Linked DNA regions of Mus musculus: all the other regions are linked to region 3. Evidence: chromatin contacts called from public HiChIP or PLAC-seq and promoter capture Hi-C data. All regions are on one chromosome and are shown on one strand. The core of a region is the stretch at or near the end of the contact, and the rest is flanking DNA. Distances in the headings are between cores, read along the strand shown.

Evidence for each region. Promoter capture Hi-C pulls out the DNA fragments that hold promoters and counts their contacts. HiChIP or PLAC-seq counts read pairs in DNA pulled down with a chosen protein or histone mark. Capture Hi-C pulls out chosen DNA fragments and counts their contacts.
Region 1: a contact with region 3 is called in a FOXA1 HiChIP or PLAC-seq map of pancreatic cancer cells. The contact joins the promoter of Gne here to the promoter of Hrct1 in region 3. A contact is called at or near these places in 3 of 115 datasets of contacts at active chromatin or transcription factors (bone marrow-derived macrophages, extraembryonic endoderm stem cells and pancreatic cancer cells).
Region 2: a promoter capture Hi-C map of embryonic stem cells shows a contact between it and region 3. The contact joins the promoter of Clta here to the promoter of Hrct1 in region 3. A contact is called at or near these places in 2 of 39 promoter capture datasets (cranial neural crest and embryonic stem cells), 2 of 115 datasets of contacts at active chromatin or transcription factors (embryonic limb bud and extraembryonic endoderm stem cells) and 2 of 9 other capture datasets (embryonic stem cells and macrophages).
Region 4: a contact with region 3 is called in a promoter capture Hi-C map of liver. The contact joins the promoter of Rusc2 here to the promoter of Hrct1 in region 3. A contact is called at or near these places in 1 of 39 promoter capture datasets (the 3T3-L1 cell line), 2 of 115 datasets of contacts at active chromatin or transcription factors (heart atrium and pancreatic cancer cells) and 2 of 9 other capture datasets (adipose tissue and liver).

What each region holds. Positions count from the first base shown.
Region 1 is chr4:44,071,377-44,074,076 of GRCm38.p6, forward strand. Gne (glucosamine (UDP-N-acetyl)-2-epimerase/N-acetylmannosamine kinase) reads right to left here and starts at 1,341. Exons shown (of 12, transcript NM_001190414.2): 1 at 986-1,341.
Region 2 is chr4:44,003,093-44,005,792 of GRCm38.p6, forward strand. Clta (clathrin, light polypeptide (Lca)) reads left to right here and starts at 1,351. Exons shown (of 6, transcript NM_001080384.3): 1 at 1,351-1,608.
Region 3 is chr4:43,725,894-43,728,593 of GRCm38.p6, forward strand. It overlaps Hrct1 (histidine rich carboxyl terminus 1), which reads left to right and starts at 1,305. Exons shown (of 1, transcript NM_027511.1): 1 at 1,305-2,217. The coding sequence starts at 1,469. The coding sequence ends at 1,798.
Region 4 is chr4:43,405,230-43,407,929 of GRCm38.p6, forward strand. Rusc2 (RUN and SH3 domain containing 2) reads left to right here and starts at 1,273. Exons shown (of 12, transcript NM_199057.3): 1 at 1,273-1,451.

The DNA.
Region 1 (2,700 bases), core at 91-2,590, 350 kb after region 3:
GCTGCTCGAATTATAGGACCGGTTTTACTGGGTTTGGAGCACCCAAACTCAAGTCAAGTTTGAAGCGTTACACCAGCAGCAGCAGCAGCAGCAGCAGCAGCAATCTCCCTGGCTCCGAGAAATGGCAATGCTCACAAACTACATTCAACTCAATTGTGCTTTTATAAATGCTGCAAAAGGATAAGTGAATGTCCCAACCACGAGAAAGTATAAGCACACTTGTGCAAGCAGTCACCAGCAGAGAAACAACAGTAAAGTAAACGTTTGCTAAGTGCTTCCTCCAGCAGTGGGCTAACACGGCGTTAGACACGTTATTCCATCCTCATTTTCTCTACTATACAGACAGGGACACTGAGGTGTAGAAAAAAAAATCCACTTGATCTAAATCACAGTTAGTTAATGACTGATAGAACTTCAATTCAAAGCCAAGTCTAGATGACCTTCCTACACGCAGGTCACTGCCGCACACACCCTCTACCTTGTGTGTATATTCCACAAACATCCACGGGTGCAAACCTTTCCGGAGAACTTGAGACACTCCTTTCTTTCACTCAGAGCGGATGGAACTCACCGCAATAAAAAGGGAAGGGCTGTACAGAGTTCTCAGAACCCTGCTGCCCAGCTATAATAATTCAGTTTGATGTTCCTTCCAGAGCCCCTACAGTCGGGCTAAACCATTATCTTTACTGTGAAACCATTCCCCGCCGCCACACCCCTCCTATCGAGGTGCAAAGCCGATCTATTCTTTCCTCTAACAATTTTACAAGCCTGTTCAAGGACGGATATAAACGTCTATCAAATTTCCAAGGACACCGAGTGTCCAGACAGTCAGAGTTGGGCAAGCCTCCAAGAAGTCCCTCGGTGCAAACCCTCTCCCCACCTAGGCAGTGCTGGGCCCCCGCAGCTATCTCACGTCTCTGCCCAGGGACCCAGGGCCGTGCCGCCTGCTGCGTGCACGGATGGGCTGGACCCTGGCCAGGCCTACCTCTGCAAGCCCCGGTCCCCATTCACCCGCACGCTGAGTCTGACAGCTCCGGGATCCCACGCCGGAGCAACGCACCGGGCGGGAGAGGCGCCCTGCTGCGTAGAACCCGGACGCCCAGCGCGAGGCCCACAGCTGCAGCAGAGGTGCCGGAGCCTGGCACGATGCTCGTGAGTCACCGACTGACTCGTGGCCTCCGCCGGGTTAGTTCCCTCCGGCGCCACCTCGGCACTTGGCAGGCTCGCGTCCAGCGGGTCCACAGGGCAGGCCCCGGCAAGCGCACCCGGTGGCTTCCGCTACCCGGCGCCGCTCGACGACTCGGCGCTCGACCCAGCCCCAGCCATTGCTCCTGCATTCGCAACGCACACCCCGGCTCCCGCGGAGCGCCGAACGGTCGATCGCTCCGGCTCCGCCTGCACCGGGTCCCAGCCCCTCCTTGGCGTATTTCTGTTGGTCAGTCGTGTGGCGCACCTTCCGCTGTCGTGTCGCCTCTGGTAGTGGCATCCACTCGGTTTGCTGACCCTTATTCTCGCCTGAGGGTGTTCTCTCCTCTGGCAGAGCCCACAGTTAAGCCCGAGTTCTCCCACGAGATGGTTGTTTTAGCTTTGCACCCAAGCTGAGTGCCATCTCGTGGACCAAACTCCAAGGCAACTCAGTGTCGGTAGTCCTAGAGTGCACCCTGGAATTTAAGCTTTGCCACCCCTGCCACGAGGCTCTGGCTGAGTGCAGCGTGACAATACACATGCTAGTCAGCTCTGAGTTATCTGTCACTCCAGGGATCTAGGCAATTCTATTACCAAATTTGGGCCTCACAGTTTTTCCCCTTGAAGCCAAATTCTGTCACCTGTTCTCCATAAGTTAATGAGAACAGAGTTACTAGTAAAAAAAAAAAAAAAAAGCAAAAAAACGGAGGTTAATTCAATGTGGCCATGTTGGGAAGAGGGACAAAGATATCCAAAGACATATCCCCTGGATCCATTTTGGGACCTCAGATTTTAGGTTAAAATATATAGAGTTCGAGATGTGCACATCTAAGAGGTCCAGGGCAAGCTGTAGCCCACCTGTCACTGTCTGGACTCTAACTTCCCCAGCAAAGTGGCAGTCACAAATTGTCAGTCCCGTGTGAAGTCTCTTTTCAGCACCAGCATTCGGTCTTTTCCTTCTCTGAGTATGAGATTCTTGGGGAAAATTTCAGGGTTTTTTGAGGCCATAGTTTCAATAGTCTGATAGATTGAGGTACACAGACATCTCAAGAATATCTGCTAGACTAATTGCAGATCCAAGACCCAGGAAGGTGGGGAGCGGCCTGTGCTGCTAGCTCCTGATGAAGGTTGGTTTTGTTTTGTTTTTAAGATTTTATTTTAGCTTATTTTTATCATGTATATGGGGTAGGGGGGTGGGGCAGAGGATGTGTACACATTAGAGTGCACATGTCAAAGTCCAGAAGAGGGTAACAGATACCCTGGAGCTGAAGTTAGAGATCGTGGTGAACCTCCTGACATGGGTGACATTTCCCACAGCTAGGTGCAAGAGAATGAGAAGCTAGACAGTATTCTGAACAGCACAGCTGCACCTGTGTCTCAAACAACAACAAAAAGTCACAAGTGAAACTTTCAGATCTACTTTTTTAGGTTGTTTTTTTTTTTTTTTTTTTGAGACAGGATCTTACACTGTACCTAGCTGAAACTGGCACGGGATTGACTGTGTAGCCCAGACTG
Region 2 (2,700 bases), core at 101-2,600, 280 kb after region 3:
TCTCAACACAAGGCCAGATACCCTGAACTTGATAGAAGACAAAATGGGAAACTCTATTGAACTCACTGGCACAGGAAAAGACTTCCTGAGCAGGAACACCATTAACACAGGCGTTGAGATCAACAATTGATGAATGGAACCTTATGAAACGGAAAGCTTCTGTAAGGCAGAGGACACTGTCATTTGGACAAAGAATTAGGCACAGAATGAAAAAAGATCTTTACCAGTTACGCATCTGACAGAGGGCTAAAACCAAAATATGTAAAGAATTAAACCAATTTCTACCCCCAAACACAACAACCTCTTCCTGAAAATCAAGACAACAAATAACCCAATTAAAAACGGGGCACAGAATAAATACAGTCTCCAAAAGATGAAACATAAATAGCATCTTTAATTTCTTTAGAATTAAATATTCAACATTCTTAGTCATCTGGGAAATGCAAATCAAAACTACTTTGAGATTTCATCTCACACCAGTAAGAATAGCCAAGATCAATAAAGCAAATGACAGCTCACAGCGGTGAGGATATTGGGTAAGGGAAACTCTCACCTACTGATGGTGAGCGTTGGAATTTTTTTGTATACTGTGTGAAGGTGTGTTTCTGTCCTCTTTCACTTGCCTAAAGCAGTCTCTGATTGGCTTTAATAAAGATCTGAGAGCCAATAGCTGGGCAGGAAGTAGAAGGCAGGACTTCCTGGTAGAGAGAAAGGGACTGTGGGAAGACTCATGTGCGGGAGGATCTGTGTGTTGCAGAGTTGGAAGGATTACGTGCTGGGTCCGAGTGAGAGGTAATGGCCACGTGACAGATGTAGATAGAATAAACAGGCTAATTTAAGTTAGACAAGGTAGTTGGGAGGCACCCAACTATAATGCCTGTGGGTCGCAACCCTCTTGAGGTTGTTGAATGACCCTTTTACAGGAGTTGCCTAAGATCATCAGAAAATGCAAATATTTATATTACAATTCATAACAGGATCAAAATTACATCTACGAAGTGGCAATGAAAAGAACTTTACGGTTGGGTGTACCACAGCGTGAGGAACTGTATTAAAGAGTCGCAGAATTAGCAAAGTTGAGGACCACTAACCCACAGAGGCACTTGCTCAGCCGTGTTCATTGCTGTCCTACTCATGATAGCCGGTATCACTGGGTAGTTGGTGATTGTACATTGACATCCTGTGTGTTGGCAAAACAGGAAAGCCCACAAAGATACAGTGTCTGTGAGAGGCAGTTGTGTCTGGAAGAGATGCAGTTTGGGTGTGCCTCTACAGGCCTAGATAGATAAGAATGCTAAAGAATTGAAAGTTCCCGCCCATTTCAAGGCACATTGCTTGGAGGAGGTCTGTGGTCTTTGCTCTATGACCTGAAGCAAAGTCAGCTGGATGGCCTTGAGCTGTTCCACTGTACAGGTGAAATGGTTTGGCCCCCACTGACTTGGCTTGGAGTCACCACCACCACCATGTCCGTGACTCTGCTCAGCCTGGCCAGGGTGTAAGGAGGAGCTAGAGACTTCTTTTATAGCAATGGACCTTTGAGAGAGCTCTGCTCACTTGGACTTTTGGGCTCTCTCTCTTTTTGGCTTGGCTTCATAGAAGGAGATCCAGGTAAGGTAGGGATTTGTTCTTTGGGCTAGCAGGAACCTCAGAGAACCAGTGGGCAGGACATAGGAGAAACAGGATTCTAGGAAAGAACTAAGGAGCCCTCTTGGGTTTGGAGGAGCTCAAGAGAAAGGTAGATTAGCTCAGTACAATGACACAGCTAGAAAGATTTCTAAGGAGCTAGCAGTTTATTGTAGAATCAGGCTTGTAAATAGATCTTTTGTAGTTAAGAAAGTAAAGTTACCTTGCTGAGCTAGTGGGGTTTTACCACAGCTCCTGCCTCCAGTGTTTTTATGGGTATAAATATTAAGTAAATTTAAAAAGATAATTATTACAAGCCAGAAATTGGAAACACCCTTGATGCCTGTGTTAGTCGGGCTTTCTATTGCTGTGAAGAGACACCATGGCCAGGGCAATTCTTATTAAAAAAAAAATGTTTAATTGGGGCTGCCTTACAGTTCAGAGGTTTAGTCCATTATCATCATAGTGAGAAGCATGGCGGCACACAGGCAGGCATGGTGCTGGAGAGCTGGCTGAGTGTTCTACATCTGGATGCAAAGGCAGCAGGAAGAGACAATGAGCCACTAAGCCTGGCTTGAGCTTCTGAGACTTCAAAGCCTGCCCCCTCAGTTAATCACTTCCTCTGAAAATGCCACACTTACTCCAACAAGGCGTTACACCTCTTAATAGGCCCAGTCCCTAGGAGCCTATGGGGCCATTTATTTTCTCTTCCTTCCTTCCTTCCTTCCTTTTCTCCCTCCCTCCCTCTCTCTTTCTTTCTCTCTCTTTTTCTTTCTCTCTCTTGAGAGGTTTCCAATCTTTTTGTTTTTGGATTGGATATTTTCTTTATTTACATTTCAAATGTTTCCCCCTTTCCAGGTCTCCCCTTCAGACCTCCCCACCCCCTCTTCCCTGCCTCTATGAAGGTCCTCCGCCCTGGCATTTCCCTACACTTGGACATCGAACACCCTTGGGCCCAAGGGCCTCTCCTCCCACTGATGTCCAACAAGGCCATCTTCTGCCACATAGGTGGCCAGCACCATGGGTTGCTCCATGTGTATTCATTGGTTGGTGGTTCAGTCCCCGGGAGCTCCAGTG
Region 3 (2,700 bases), core at 55-2,554:
CTTCAGATCTGCACATTGCAGGGTAGTCTCCAGGTTGTGTGGGGTGGGCATCTCCTTGGAAAACTCCTGTAAAGTTATCCATTTAATGCTCCCTTCTTCATGCCCCTTTCCTCTCCCTCCTCCCTTCTCCCTCCTCCCCTCTCCACCAGCTCCCATAGGACTTTTTCTTCAATGTGCCTCTAGGGAAGGCAGCTGGCTCCAAAGCCCCAGGAGTCTGCAGGAGGAGTTCTCTATACAAGCCTCATTAAAAGTTCAAGTGACTTCTCCAGAGGGCCAGGAAGCCTCTGGAGACTAGCCTCCCTCGAAACCAGCTTGGCCAAAGGTGATGTACAACCCTTTGAGCTGCTGTGGCAGCTTTTCAGTAAAGATGTCAGAGAAAGCAGCTGTGACTGGGATTAGAGCAGGGGAGTGTCCCTGGAGTTTGCTTCTGCTGTGGGATCTCCAGAGAGGACACGGTGGGCTCGAGGAAGGGCCTTGACCAACTTTACAGAGTGGAGCTACTGCAGAGCTGGAGCCAGTCTGAGGTTTGGGGGCTGAGCACTCTCCAGAAGGAGCTTTGAGGAATGGGTTGAAGGACCCCTGAGGACCCTGGCCACAGAGCTTGGGCTTTGGGGAGCCCAGTCCGCTTGCGTACAACAGAGATGCTGGGGACACCCTGAATCCCAGCCTCATCCTTGGTGACTAGGGGGCCAGAGGATTTAGAACCAGTAACGAGAGAATGGAAGACTGTGCACATTCTGGTCACCAAACAAGTTCCCAGGCAGGTAGGAATGACCCGAGCTTTGTGACAGGGCAGATGATAGGGCAACGGGACTGCCATCCACTGACATTGTTGACCGGGGAGATAAGGGGCTGACCTGTGTGACCTCAAGTGGCTTCCTTTCTGCTTCCTGTTAACCCAAAGTTGACAAGCCTTCTGGCTTCCTATACCCAACAGGAGAAGCATCCCTGGATGATGAACGGCTTGTGGCCCTCATCAGGCTCCACCCATCCCTGACTGACATTCACAGGACTTGGGCTAACTCACTGATCCTCAGCAGCAGAGGATGTTGCAGGCTACAGATAGTCGCGGAGCTAGGGAATCGTGTGCATCCTAAGCCTACACTTTTAATCTCCATACAGTGGTTCCTAGGAGAAAAGCTGAAGCCCAGAGGAGGGCCCTCCTTCTGCCAGGAGGCAGGAATAGATGGAATATTGACCTCATATCCCTGATTCAGGCCCTCCCCTTAAGCAAGCCAGTCCCACAGCTCCTTGGTCTCCACCCACTCTTCCTTCACGGCCTCCCCCTTCCTACTCCAAACAGCCTCTGGCTGTTGAGAAGCCTGTCCAAACAGACCTCTCCCACATTCCCTGGCTGTTCTCCAGTCTGCAGGAGCCGAGACACCCTTGAGTTCAGTGACTGTGAGGGCTGAGCAGAGGCTGCTGAAGGGAGCCACTGAGTGAAGTGCAGAGATCCTCTGGCTTCCAGATGTTAGGCCTTCTGGGGAACACGACCCTTGTGTGCTGGATCACGGGCACAGCACTGGCGTTTTTGATGTTGCTGTGGCTGATGGCCCTCTGCCTTTTCCACAGATCACAGGAGCATGACGTGGAGAGAAACCGAGTCCGACAAGCCCGGCCTCGACTCTTCCATGGCCGGCGCCTGCGTCTCCCAAGACTTGTTCACCATCACCACCATCACCATGTGACCGGGGTGACCAGTGTGGGCGTTCACCACCACCATCACCATTCTCCCCATCGTCTCCACCACCACAAGCACCACCACCGCCACCACCATGCTCATGGAGCCCGCCGCTGAGGCCAATAGATAGCATCTACCTGGCTCTGCCCTCCATCCAGCAGCAACATGAGTGGATCCTGATGCTGCCACGGAAAAGGATGTGCCTCTGGGATGAAGGGGGGTACTGGGACCCTGGTCCTGCTTGGGTTTCATTTGCATATGAGCCCTTCTCCCTATGTGCAACAGAGACCCACCTGGGTGGCCCTCTACACAATGTGGGGCTTGAGCTTCGAGCAGGGCTGGCTGAGTTTCCTACCTTGTGACTGCAACTCCTGGTGACCCTGGAAGTAACAAGGGTATCTGGCAGAACCAGAGCCCAGGTGGAGATGGAGAGTTCTTCTGATTGGGGAGGCCCTGTGATGAGCTTCCAGGGGCAGACTGTGGTACGGGCATTCACTGCTGCTTGGCTGTAAGAAATAAAAGCCACCAGGAAGCTTTTTGTGTGAACTGGTTCTTGACTGTGGCACAGTGGGAGGGAGGGAGTCATGAGGGCCCTGGGAACTCTTCTGGAAGGAGCTGAGCCTGGGGTCTGGAACAGAGAGAAGTAGGTGGTCCCCGCCTAAGCTCTGAGGAAGAATTCAGTGTGGACGGCCCAGAGCTTTGGAGAAGGGACAGTTGAGACCCCTAGCCTGGGTTCTAGCTCTCGGAGCACCCTGCCTGAGTGCTCCTCCTAGCCTGGTCCAGAGCAGGAACCAACCCTGGGTTCAGTGTCTGTTTGGGGACTGAATAGGGATTCTTATGCAGACTCTGAGTCTCCAGCCAGCCTGTCTGCAGATGCACAGTAGCAGCTGATAAGACCAGAGGGAGGGAACAGTTAACTGCTTGGCATGCCGGGTGGCCTCAAGAGAATGTGCCTGGCCTGAGCCTCAGTTTTTCCTTCCTTAAAATGGAATGGATAGTAGAGACTCCTACCACAGTCA
Region 4 (2,700 bases), core at 23-2,522, 320 kb before region 3:
TAAAGGAAACAGTTCAGAGCAAAACCAAATAAATGCGCATGACTCATTGGGAACCACAGCGCTCACCAGGAAGGTGGCTGGTTGGCTGGTTGGTTTTGTTTTGTTTTGTGGAGTTTTTGAGACAGGGTCTCTCTATGTAGTTCTGGCCACCCTAGAGTTCTCTATGTAGACCAGGCTGGCCTTCGACTCACAGACATCTGCTTGCCTCTACCTCCCAAGTGCTGGGATTAGAGGCATGTGCTGCCATGGTTGTCCTGAAAGCTGCTGTTTTGGAGGGTGGCATCAGTGAGCAGCGACAGATTCCACTTACACACCTGGCTCGTGTGTGGTCTGCTACTGCGCGGTTATCCTCACAGAATGGCCCAGAACTCGAGAGAGGAAGAGGCAGGTAGTTCAGAAGGTCCACAGTTGAAGCGAAGGCTCTAAGAACCCAGTCCCTTTCCTTTGCCTGCCTTCCTGTGGGAGAAGGAACTTTCCAGACTCTCTGCCTGGTTAAAGGGAATCGACTCCCTTACAACCCTGGTCGAACCCAAGTCCGCAAGAACCAAAAACTGATGTGACAGGCTCAGCTCCGCTTAAACTGTTAGACCCTCTGAAGAGCCGGGAGACCAGCTGAACCCTGGGTTAGGGAGGTGGCCTGCAGCCACCCAGACTTGGAGCATCAGAGCCACCTGCTCAGAGAAGCCCCCTGTGGCCCAGGGGCTTCCTTCAGAAGCCTACGCAGAGGGACCCTGGAAACCCAGCACTGAGATTGGGCCTTGTGAAAAATGCCGGTGTTGTTTAGCTGGTGGAATGCTGATCTGTCGCTGGGAATATTGTTTTGTTTAGTGTAGCCTCTGGGTGGGGCTTCCAAAATCTCCTTCCAGGATGACCCTCCACCCTAACCCAGCTGGAAACCTAACTAAAGAAAAAGCTGGGAAACACGCAGTCATTCACTGCCTGAGTGGGAGGAGTGTGTGTGGGGGGGTGCTTCTAGCCAAGGTCGGAAAGGAGCGGCCTGAGAAGGGAAGGAAGGAAGGAAGGAAGCGCCCAGGCTCTGCCCAGACTTCTTCCAACACTCAGGACCCAGGAGAAGCTAGGCTCGGCTCTCCCTGGGTTTTTATGCTGCTGTCTGGAAAGTCTCCGTCTTCCAGCACCTACTGCCCCCTGTGGCTGACTTCTCTCTCTACGCCCCTCCCCCAGACTAACAGGCCGAAGGGACCGACCTGGAACTGAGTGGCTGCACTGTGGGCTTGCCTGCTCCTTTCCCTCCCCATCCCTCCCCTTAGTAGCAACGTCACCGCAGCCCAGCCGCCGTGGCAGCAGCAGCAGCAAGAAGACAGGCTGAGATTGCGCAGCCTCCCTGCATTAGCTCGGGATGCCATTGTACTAACAGAAATCAGATCTCAGGGTATCAGCCCGGTCCCCCTTGTGCGATCTCGAGGACCAGTGATTCAGCTGCCATTGTCGAGGTAGGGCGCGACGGGCGTGCAAAAGGAACGGGAGCCACCAGGTCCAGCTCGAGGCTCCTTGCAGAGGAATGGCTCTGGGGTGGGGGGTGGGAGGTCACTGCTGGCAGAGGCCGGATCAGCATCAGCATCTGGGCTCTGGCTTCTGAAGGGTGGCTTTGTCTTTCGGAAAGGGAGAGTGACAGCAAGCGGAGACAAACTCATCTCTGCATGCATGCATGGGCCGGGCAAGAAAGAGGCTTGGGCTGATGCTATCTATCTGTGCTGTTTGGTCAAGAAACAAGATCCTTTTCTCTTCCTTCCTTCCTTCCTTCCTTCCTTCCTTCCTTCCTTCCTTCCTTCCTTTCTTTCTTTCTATCTGGGTATTTCTAATGAAGCTGCTGTAGCTGCAGCTTTCAAATCTGGACACAAAGGCTGAATGGGTGGAGACCCTTCTACAGCTCGTGGAAGTTTATGCTGAAAACCATGCAGGAATCTATGCATTCTTATCCAGAAGGTTGGGTGGCTTTTCCTCCCCACACATGCATACTTGTATGCACACAGACATATCCATTGTAGAAGCTGCCAGGCTCTGGGATTGGTTGCAGTAAGAATGAATGCAAATGCCCTACAGCGTATGGAGAGAGGGATGCTGAAGGCACCTGACCTCTTATGTTATACTCAGCCCTGCTCTACAGAGCAGCTTCCTAGCAGGAAGGGACCAAAGCACAAGCTAAACCAATGCCCCCTGATCCACCATACCGCCCTCTTCCCTTCGTCCTGCCCTAGAGAAGACTGTCAGCCCCACAGAGGCTCTCCGAAGGACCTCAGGTCAAGGTCAGATCACTAAAGTATAACAATGAATGCCTTTGCCTCCCTCCCTGCTAGCTCTGAAGAAACCAGAAAAGCAGCAACTAGGTACTGTGACCAACAGAGGGATGCTGTTGGGTGAACAAAGACAGGAAGCGGCCTTCTGGAGTTGTCTTGCCCGTAGGCAGACAGATCCTTAGCCCTGTTTCCACCATTCACCCGGTAGTCAACTTGGAGATTAGACGGGAGTTTTACAATGTGTGACTGGGCATTTCGGGAGTGTCCTGAGAGTAGGTTAGTTCCCAGCAAGCCAAGAACTGTGAACAGCACAGTGGAGCAAGGGGGAAGTGTCGTGAGAACCATGAATGGGCCAGGATGAGGCAGAAGCCTGAGAACTGGGGCCTGAAGGGCAGGAAACAGGATTGACCAATGTGAGAACATGGGACGAAAGGGGCCGCAGGTT